Regions from separate parts of the Sus scrofa genome. Here region 2 is linked to region 1. A link is a contact called in public Hi-C data. All regions are on one chromosome and are shown on one strand. The core of a region is the stretch at or near the end of the contact, and the rest is flanking DNA. Distances in the headings are between cores, read along the strand shown.

Region 1 (5,509 bases), core at 1,942-4,441:
CACTTCTAAAGTAATAGGGACTGATGGCACCTGTTATTAACTACTTCAGCGTCTAGGGCTGGCTGAGGACTCTTACAAAGATGTGCAGTGGAATTGAGTCGAGATTGAGTAGAGAAGTGAAAGATAGGGAGATGGATTTCACTGTGGGTGAATTCTACTATGCAGAAATTAGTGTCAGTAGATCAACATTTATTTATTGAGTGCCAGAGCTTTTATATTCAAGAATACATATCGCCAAATAGATGTATCATTATAGTCCTCAAAATACTTGCTATTTTATAAAGAACACATTACGAAAAGCCTTCAAATAACAGAAATGTTTTTTGAGACAGCTTTATTGAGTGTAATTAGCATACCATACAGTTCACCCCTTTCAAGTAGATAATTCAGTGGGCTTCTTTTTTTTTTTCTTTCGCATATTCACAGATTTGTGCAGCTGTCACCATTATCTAATTCCAAAACATTTTCATCACCCCTTAAAGAAACCCCATACCTAGTAATAGTCACTCTCCATTTCTACCTCCCCCAACGCATGGCAATTTAGTACCGGTTTCTGTCTCTATGGGTTTGCCTGTGCTGGAAATTTCATAAAAATGGAGTCATACATAATTTTTTGTGACTGGCTTCTTTCGCTTATCATAATATTTTCAAATTTTATCCATGTTGTTGTTGCATTTTATCAGTACTTCATTCCTTTTCATTGCCAAATAATATGCCATGTTTGGATGGACCTCATTTTGTTTATTCATTCATCAATCGATGGACATTTGGTTTGTTTCCCCTTTTTGGATATTAGGAATAATGCACTTATGAGCATTTGTGTACAAGTTCTTGTGTGCACATGTGTTTTCCTTTCTCTTGGTTACATATCTAGGAGTAAAATTATTGGGTCTTATGGCAACTCTGTGCTTAATATTTTGAGTAGCCGCCAAACTGTTTTTCAAAGTGGCTGCACAATTTTGCAATCTCATCAGCAGCGAATGAAGGTTCTGATTTTTTCATGTCCTTGTCAACCCTTGTCTTTTTAAAAATTTTTTAATTATAGCCATCCTAGTAGTGAGTGTGAAGTGCTGTCTCATTGCAGTTTTGATCTGCATTTCCCTAATGGCTAAAGATGCTGAGAATCTTGTCATGTGCTCATTAACCAGAAATATATGTCTTCCTTGGGGAAAGGTCTATTGAAACCCTTTGCATGTTTTAAATTTGATTATTTGTCTTTTTATTATTGAGTCACAAAATCTCATTATGTAGTCTCGATATAAATCCCTTATTATAAACTTGATTTTCAAATATTTTCTCCCATTATGTCTCTTCACTTTCTTGCTTCTTTGAAGCATACATATATTTATGTACGTACAAATGCAGTATTTACAAGATGATAAAATAAGATGGTTTAGATTTATTGCAGTGTGTGTGCTTGTTGTATCAGGTAGGTTGCCATAAAGGGGATGAACAGGCTGTTGACAATTGTCTTTTATTGATCCTCAAGGCTGTTCCCTAACTCAATATGGAATGCAATTGTAGGAAGCCCTAAAAGAGCTAAACTACTAAGAGCGAAACATAATGTCTTCAGGTGGATTAAAATAGCAGAGGAGTTAGATGTGGCACTCACCTTCTCCCACAAACACACACACACACACACAAAAACCCATCTTCGTGTAGAACGATTCTCACAGAACACCTACTAGCCCAAGACTTTAAACCTCCCAAAAGAACAAGAAACTTAATGTCCTCTTCCTACTGTTTTTATGTTATCCTGGTTACAAACTGGTAGAGAAATGCTGGGGGTTGGGATAGTTATGAAAAGAATAGTTATTTCCTCAACTTAATAAAAAAATTTTTTAAAAACACACAAAAAGAAGATTTGAACTAAATGACCAACCAATTTGACCTAATGATTGTACGTCATTATATATATGTATGTGTGTGTATATATACAAATACATATGTATGTGTGTATATGTGTACATATATCACTGTATTCAATGCATATTCTTTTCACATGTACATACGCATTTACCAAAGTCTTCTAATCATTGAGGCAAATAAAGTTTCAACAAACAAACAAACAGGAATAGTTGCTTCCCTCTTTTATGGTTCAGGCAATGTGAACCATAAAAAATTAGAGCTATAGCCTGAAACAAAACAAAAAACAATAAAGGGCCCACTGGTTCCACCAGGGATGACAGTAGTCCTACTTTAGTCAAATCCTCATCAGAGAAATGTCCTCACAATGGATCAACGTCATTGTGCTACAAGCTGTTGTCTTTCTTTGACTTTAGGTAGAGGGAGGGTTGCTCTTTGGCTATAGAACTCCTCTTTAGACGATGGAGGGTAGGTATATGGAGGAAATGCAGTGTCTCCATCATGTTTCTCTACTGTAATTGGGCAGGTGGACTGCTCCTGTGAACATGGAGTGGACTGAGATGGTTATGATCGCTGCCAGTGTTTCCCTGTGGGCCATTTGAGAACATCCTTGGTCCCTTTACCACACCTTCAGCTTGCTAGCAAAGTGCACTGGCAATGATGAAGCTATTTCTAAAGTTGACTGAGATAAATTTAGAAATGATCATATGTGGCAGATGATAGCTACAGAGGAGTGGGTTTTTTTTCTTTTCTTTTTTGTGTTGAGTGTTTGAAATTTTAGACTATAGATAACACTTATTTCCATGAACAGTTCCCCAAACTTTGCTTCCTAAAGTGTACCTGTTAAATTTTTTTGAATAACAGTACTGTTACCTCTTTAGAAAGATCCTTTAGATTGATATCTTAAAGACTGGCCTAAGTTCTTCTGGCACATTCTCTCTTGACTCCTCTCCACACCCAGAAAGATATTTTGGATCTTCTTAATCTTAATCTTGTGCTTTGTTCAGAATGAAGATGAGTCAGAAAGTTTTCTAACTTTTGGGGGAGGTTGCACAAGATAATTTTGAATCCAAAATGGCATTAACTGTCACTTTTATTCTTCCAAGCTGAGAGACAGATTTGTAATCAAGCATATTGAATAATGGTGACATAATTGAAGGTGTTGGCTTGTCCTTAAGAACACAGCCCCCCAGAGTTCCTGTTGTGCCTCAGCGAAAACGTATCTGATTAGTATCACTGAAGATGCAGGTTTGATCCCTGGCCTAGCTCAGTGGGTTAAGGATCCGGCACTGCCATGAACTATGGTGTAGGTCGCAGACACAGCTTGGATCTGGTGTTGCTGTGGCTGTGGCAGAGGCCGGTGGCTACAGCTCCAATTTGACCCCCAGTCTGGAATCCTCCATATGCCGCAGGTATAGCCCTAAAAAAACAGAACGTAGCCCCCAAGATACTTGTGTTTAGTACATAATATTTAAGGTGGTGGTGAAACTCTTTGCTGTCAAATAGCAGGGGCTTCTCCATCAATTTGTGTATGGTTTGTTTTGTAGATGATGCTGCCTTAAAGTAGAAAACATTTGATGCCTCCATGTCTTGTTGGCATCTCTGGTTAAATGTAGCTCAAATACTATTAATCTTTCATTGTGATGATGTGCTCTCCCAGACTAAGGAGTCAGCACTCTGTGACTCTAGAGGAAATAGTCTCATTTGACAATTTCAGTACCACCTTAGATTTTATCTAGTGTGTGATGAGGTAATGTAGTGACTGTTATTTTGATTCATTGCCTAAAGGATAAACTTGGTCCTGGGTTCCTAGGGATAGGATAGGTGATGATTAAAGGAACAATTTATTTATTGTTGGCCAGATTTGACTGCAAAACATTTAGGGCATTTGGGCTTCAATTTGAAAGATTAGTTGAAAAATAATTTTTTAGCACTTATTCTGTGCCTATCACTTTGCTAGGTACTGGGAAGTTAGAAGTGTAATTCTGATCTTGAGGTACTTACATTTGGGGAAAGATAGGCATACAGATAGATAATTTTTTTTAGAATACATTGAGGTAAGGACTTTACTATATTTTTTTTCTTCCCAATGTCTAAGTATACACAAAGGGGGATTAGAAAATATATTTGAATACTCCATCACCCGTGATAAAAACTATTTGTATGACAGACAAGAATAAAATAGATGCACAGTTTAGAATATTGATGATCACTGGGAAGGAGGCAGAGAGATGGGATTCAGGAGGGGCCCGTGTATAACTTCACTGGGTTTGGGAATATTCTAATTTATAAATTGAGTGATGGGTTCATAGATATATGTTTTAGCATTATGCTTCATAACCTACATAGTATGCATATTCATTTGTATCTATTAAATGTTACATAGTTTAAAAAAATCAAGATATTTGAGTAAACATTTCCCAGTCTTAATTTATTAGAAGCATATACTTAGGATAAATTGTGGGAGAAAAACTGATACTCAGCCAAATTATTTCTCTGTCTGTTTAGTATCTATTCATCCATCAATTTTAAAATTTTATTTACTCTAATTTTTTGAAATATAATAAAAATAATGGAGAAATCTTTTCACACGACCTGAATGCCCTGTTTCTGTGTTCCCCAAGGTTCCATGTACTCTGTCTAGAACCCAGTTTATAGGTCAAAAGGATTCTGTCTGCACTGGCCAGCCAGACATTTAAGTATTCATTACTTGTGCGTGTGTGTGTGTGTGTGTGTGTGTGTGTGTGTGTGTATTTAATGATGTTTGTGCATGGGATGTTTGTGCTAGGGATTTTGAAATACTGGAAGGGTTTTCCTATTTGCTGGGTGGTTTTAGAATTGAAAGCCATCAGTAGGAAAAAAGAAACAAAGAAAAATATTCTTCTTTCATCTATGTCCCATATTATACAAGTGTTAACTGAAAATAGCACCGATTTTCTGGGAAAGGCTGTGACTGAGACTTTTCTCACCCTTTACCCCTACTCCCCAATTCATGTTTCCTTTTTGCAATGTGGTCATGTGCTTGCCCAAGTCTGGCTTATGAACCGTGTAGAATATTTATGCAGTTTTGTTTTTTAAGTCCTACACTGTGCACATGATGCAGTATTTAATTTGGAATGGGCTCTGAGTTTAGTCACACGTGCTTCTTATGGTGTTTATCTTGGAATCCACAAGTAGGAGGGAAGTACTTTTGCATTTTATACATCTGGACATTGTTCATGATCCTCTTGTGACTTGGGAATTCTGTGTGGGGCAAAATCCAAAGAACAGTATTAAAAATAACGTGGAGTTATAATGACATCTGAGTGAAAAACCATGAGAATACCCTTCTGATCCCAGCAGAGTTTGATTTTGATGTGAATTTTTTCAGTTGTGTGTTTTACTGCTGGCCTGAGTAGATTGCTGGGATTAAGGTTACCTGACACCCTTGCAAGGAGGCTAAGGGGCTGCCAGACTTTCTTAAAGTGTATAGCAGATTTAGCTTTTTGGGGGGAGGAGGAGATTTTGGCCTTGATTTTGCATGAGCTAAGATAGGTGAAGTAAATTCTGCTTACTGTGCTGTGCCTCTGCCACTCTCTTGCACCATAAGCATCTTAAGATGATAAGATGATGATGACCTGTGAAGGTCTTTCCCTTCATTCCC
Region 2 (5,509 bases), core at 2,199-4,698, 360 kb after region 1:
TTGTCTTTTGTCTTTTTAGGGCCGCACCTGCGGCATATGGAGGTTCCCAGGGTAGAGGTCTAATCGGAGCGGTAGCTGCCGGCCTAAGCCAGAGCCACAGCAATGCAGGATCCGAGCCCTGTCTGCGACCTACACCACCACTCACAGCCACACCAGATCCTTAACCCACTGAGCAAAGCCAGGGATCGAACCCACAACCTCATGGTTCCTAGTCAGATTCGTTTCCGCTGCGCCATGACGGGAACTCTGAGATTTTTTTTTAAATAATGAAATAGGTTCTACTCTTTTCCTCCCATATCCTAATGAGTCATCTCTGTGCTTGTTGCTGATGTCAGGAAGACAATTCACATCTCTCCCTTCCTTGTTTTCATAGCAGAGCTCTTTACCATCCCAAGAAGAATGAGACTGAACCCAGAACTTGAGCATTGGTCCAGTCTTTTAATCATGCATTAAATTCAAGTGTGGAACATCTATAAGATGAAATGCTTGCTGGGTGTTCAGGGGTAACAAGGACACTAGCAGGCCTGCCCTTTGCCCTCTAGAACATACAGGCTAATTCTCATTTTTTGTCAGCCGTATCTGGTTGGAGCCTCGGGGTTCTATATCCTGTAATCCGCTAAACTTTACATCGGCCCTGGCTGTATGCGTGGTACTAGAGTGAACAGGACAGATAGGAAATTAGGAAAGGCCAGAAGATGAGGTCCACACACATGAAAGGGCTCCAGTCACATGACAGACCAGCACCTAGTGAATCACCTGGGAGAGAGACTTACGATGACAGAGACACTCAAGGATCAAGGAAAGGAGAGGTCACCCTGATCTTACAGTGGCTTGGGCCACCCTCTTGGGATATCAGGACCTGAAGAGGAGGATGTCCCTGAATCACGGTGTGTGGAGGGCCCTATATCCCAGCCAGCAGCCAACCCCCATCTCTGCGTTGGCCCCCCGGACAAAGTGGCAGGCTGTAAAGCAGCCCACTTCCTGAGAACTTGCCAGCCAGGTCATGGTAGCCGGGGGTGCCGCTCAGCCCCTGTGGTGGGCGGCTGCTTCTTTGGGCCAGCTGTCACATGAGCACAAAATCAGATAAACCGCTCTTGGTTCTTAAGTTCTCTCCAAACACAATTCAGCACATCCGGCTGGAGTGGTCCTGTTAGCTGGCTTTCCTCTGTCGAGGATCGTCTGGTTTTCCTGCCCCTCAGGGCTGGGGTTTGGAGAACCGTTGAAACAACTTTGAGAGAGCTGTTAACCCTTTAAAGTTTAGCTCTCGATCTCCAAATAGATTAAAAAATGATTTGCAGCCAAAGCTATACTGTCTAGGGCAGTTTTGTTTTTTGTTTTTGTTTTTTTTTTTGTTTTTGTTTTTTTCTCTTTTTAGGGCTGCACCTGTGGCAAATGGAGGTTTCCAGGAGAGGGGTTGAATCGGAGCCAGCCTATGCCACAGCCACAGCAACGCAGGATCCGAGCCAGGTCTGCGACCTTTACCACAGCTCACAGCAACACCGGATCCTTAACCCACTGCGTGAGGCCAGGGATCAAACCCGCATCCTCATGGATACTAGCAGGGTTCATTAACCACTGAACCATGATGGGAACTCCTAAGGTAGTTTTAAATAATACCAAAATCATGACTTAATCAATCTTGCCCTCTACTCAAGGTTGGCTTAGAGAAGTAAGAGATTATAATTCATGGATCCTTTTCTGGTTTTGTAACCAAATCTACATTCTCAGGCTGAGGTAACCACCTTGCCCTTCTTAGTTTATTTATCTGCGACCCTGGGCAAAGTTGTCCATGCCTCATCTGGTTGGGTTTCAGATTTTGTGAGAAATCACTTTGCTTCATGACAATACACAGCTCAGCAGAGACTAGCATGATTGATTCCAGGCACGAACTGGAACAAGCCCGAGCTGAACAGCTCTACCAGAGGAAGTCATCTACAGTTGGTTTGCATGACCAGCCTGCCATGGCCTGTGACCAACTGGCATCACGGACCACGATGGGCCTGGTGGAACTATAATCTTTTTTTTTTGTCTTTCTGGATGCATCCGTAGAATGCAAAGTTCCTAGGCCAGGAATTGAACCTGTGCCACAGCAGTAACACCACCAGATTATTACCCCACTGAGCCACCAGGGAATTCTGGGAACTATAATCTTGATCTTTTCCCTGCTGATAAACATTCTTGCCATTAAGTTCACTTGGAGTTGGTGGGAAGGGTGTACTCAGGACATCATGGAAAACACATTGTCAGTCATGCTGTCTCTTTGGGAGGATGTATTTGCATGTCCGTAATAACCCGAATAAGATTTCAGTAGGAAGGGCCTGGTGGACAAAAAGCAGGAAAGTGCGTGTTGCTCACTAGAGGACAGGTCATGGTGCGCCAGGCAAAGCATTTCGCCATTAGGAAAGGAGTCTAGAAAGGCGAGGAGACTCATGAGAAAGGAGGTGATGTCTGTTGTTCAGGCTGAGTGGGGATGAGAAAGGAAATTCAGAAACCTCCATGACAGCTTCTCTTGGACTGGATGAAAATATTGCTTTTTTTTTTTTTTTTTTTTTTCCTAGCTGGAATTTGCCAGGGTCAGTTCACGTCTGGGTTTTCAGCACTTAATACAGGGCCCTTTTGTCCTGGGAGGCGGCTGGACTGGTTTTTCCTCCAGGCAGGTGCATGGAGGGCGTTTATTGTAGCCTGAAACGCAAACACCAAGCCCCTAGGCCCTGATCCCCACGCTCTCCAGTGTGGCTCAAGGAAGTAAAGTGAACAATGTCTCTTGCAACAGACGAGCACTGTAAATGCCACTCCTGAATGAAATATTTCTTAAAACGTTGTCTCTGTAACCCGATCATCTCTTAAAACTTAATTCTATGTCGGGGAAAGGAAGCCATTGGCTCCTCCAGCTGTCCAGGTTGAACGAGAGCGGACAATGGAGCATATCCGATTCACGGCCTTGCTTAGGTAATCAGATTAATATCTCCTGAATTGAATTTACCCTTTTGATACGGAGTCTTTCAGCTGCCTTGTTCCACAGCTCAAATTCTGACAAAGCTGTGCGGCCTTTGAGTAATTTCCCTGAAACCTATATTCGGGAAGCCTGTGCTCTTTCGAGCACTTTTTGGGACTTGTACCAATTAAATCTGTTTCTGGCACACTTTTAATGGCATACTTTCCCCTGAGTCAACAACGGCTCCAAAATCTGAGGTCATCTGTTTAATTTAAAAGCAAAGGTTATGAAACAACCATTTCAGGCTTCATCAGCCAAGCCCCTGTGGCTTTGAAACGGGTGATGAGACAGGGGAAAGGCTAATAAACTGGCTTTCTTCCACACAAAATAAATTAATTACCGAGTGTCTGTGAAATTCATATCAAGCCAGGTTTGTCCACACCCTCCCCGCCAGCCCAGCCAGTCCCTTTCTCTTCAAGCTCATCCTCTTCTCTTCTGGGACTTTCATACTCGAGATGGAAGTTCACCCTCTTGCTGTTGTTCTTGCAAAACAAACATCTGGACTGGATTTTTGTCAGCTGGAGTAGTTGCGAGAGAACTGTAAATGATGCAGGGATTTTTTTTTTTCCATGCTTATTAAATTTATTTATAGCCAGTCTGAAGCCAGGAAACATGTTTTTAAATGGCTAGAGCCCTTGATTGGAGGTGCTCGAGGAACATACCGTGGATGGTATCCGCGCCGCCCCCCCTGCCTCCGCCCCATCGCCATTGCCATTTTTCTAAATAATACAAGGGTAGAATTACATAATTTGCCCTTTGGGTGGTTTTTGTTTTCTTTTTCCTGGAGGACCCTTCATTAGGATATTTTGTGCGTCGGAATTCTTCCCTTGTATTAGCCTATCCAATGTGCCATCCTTTCTGTCAGTCAGAGAGAAAAAAATGCAACTGGCAGCATGTTTCTGAGTAATTGCAGTGATGGAACGTGGGTTTCTGGTTGTTTGAGACATGAACCAGGGCACAGGTATTTTTCTTTGGCCAGAAGAGCACCACTTGGATCCTGTTCCTACCTTTTCCACTCAACAACCTCTAAATTCTTAAAAGCTGCCAAATTTGAAAGAATCTCATTCATTTTCTCATTATTTAAGATAATAAAAGGCTCCACAAGGGGCTTAACGAAAATCATTTATAAAATCCTTTGCGGTACCCTTAGACCTTATTAAATCACAATGCCTTGGAGTTTCTATAATTATTTAAGAAACAAACATCTTCTAGGGGTGGCTGAGTGAGACGATTTTTTGAGGTCCCTTCCAGTGCTATGATACAAGATGCTTCTTTGCTTTTACTTTGCTGTCAGAAAGAAAAAAATATAAAGAAAGAAAGGCTGTTTGGCAATGAGGTTTGCTACCCACAGGCGTTTTCTTCTCCAGCGAAAAGACCATTCTGCTTCCTGCCACCCAAGTAAACCCAAGTAAGTCATCCTCAGCCTGAACAATGGAGCTTAATGTTCTCCAGCTTGCTAAGGGTTAGTCTCTGCTGTTTGGAAAGTGAATTGAAACCAAATGCACTTTCTATTGGAAAAGATGCCATTGATCTAGGCTCATAGGCAATATTGAGAGGAAGAAAAAAAAAATCCTTGCTGCTCTCTCCTGACATGACTTATTTTGCTGCTAGACCCATGGACATATCTTTGATGCAGTGTCACTCTGTTTTATGATGTCCCTGTGCCCCTGAAGAGCGGTGTTCCGCAATTCAGTTCTGAGAAACACGAACAGGTTATGTAGTGAATTGTCCTGCCGATGGACTGGGAAGCTCTTCTTCCAGCAAGACTCCTTTTTGACGAAGAGAGCATAAAAGATAGCTCATGTTCTCCACTGCAAAAGGCAGCTCTGTTGCATCTGCCTGATGGGGAAGACCTTGAGGCTGAGCAGCCTCGTCAGATGTGGTCTCTGCTGCCCACGTTCCCGTTATTAAAGTAGAAGCCAAGCCACTGGCACTGGTCCTGGCAGTGAAATGAACCACAGAGGGGTCATCCCTCTTCCCCGGCCATACCGCTCAGGGCTCTGGGACAGAAAACGGCAGGCTCAAGGGTAAAGAACAACTATTTTTGAGTAGGGATAAAGGAGAATCACGGAGTAGAGAGCACTAAAGGGCAAAAGATGAATGCAATGCAACATTAAGCAACAGTGTATCTTCCCAGATCATAAAGCCAAACAGTTCTTGCTAGATTTCACTTTTATTATGTTGGAAGATGAAAATCAGAGGGTGGATAAAGGTGCCTGGAGATTTGCTGCTCCAGGCCACTCCATGCTGGGGCATGGAGTTCTCGATCTGCACTCGGAACATTCCACAGTATTTTCCTAACAACAACAACAACATTAATGAAGACGGCAATCACTTGTATTAAATCTTGCTGAAGGAGCATCTTGCAATGCAGCATCGTTTGCTGTAAAACATTCTGACTAATGGTAGAGGTAGGATCTTTGCCGGAGATGTGATGAGGGAACGGACACGGGCCGCTGGTTTTGGATACCAGCAGGATGAGTTCCTCCAACCAAAAGCAATGGATAATCGTGG

Evidence for each region. A called contact is a pair of places that touch in the nucleus more often than the background predicts.
Region 2: a contact with region 1 is called in a Hi-C map of mesenteric adipose tissue, with 1.6 times the contacts expected there. The contact joins two enhancer-like sites. A contact is called at or near these places in 4 of 47 Hi-C or Micro-C datasets (embryonic fibroblasts, mesenteric adipose tissue, skeletal muscle and 1 more) and 1 of 2 datasets of contacts at active chromatin or transcription factors (skeletal muscle).

The regions. Positions count from the first base shown.
Region 1 is chr7:91,669,775-91,675,283 of Sscrofa11.1, forward strand. All of the region lies in intron 8 of RAD51B (DNA repair protein RAD51 homolog 2), which reads left to right. Among named protein-coding and RNA genes, the nearest start is that of RAD51B, 80 kb to the left of the region's middle. Within about 2 kb of position 3,192, at least 4 of the 83 cell types and tissues checked have an H3K27ac peak or open chromatin away from gene starts, as enhancers often do. A contact at or near this core is called in mesenteric adipose tissue, where this site is marked.
Region 2 is chr7:92,027,338-92,032,846 of Sscrofa11.1, forward strand. The region is part of intron 9 of RAD51B (DNA repair protein RAD51 homolog 2); the gene reads left to right. Among named protein-coding and RNA genes, the nearest start is that of RAD51B, 440 kb to the left of the region's middle. Within about 2 kb of position 3,449, at least 26 of the 83 cell types and tissues checked have an H3K27ac peak or open chromatin away from gene starts, as enhancers often do. A contact at or near this core is called in mesenteric adipose tissue, where this site is marked.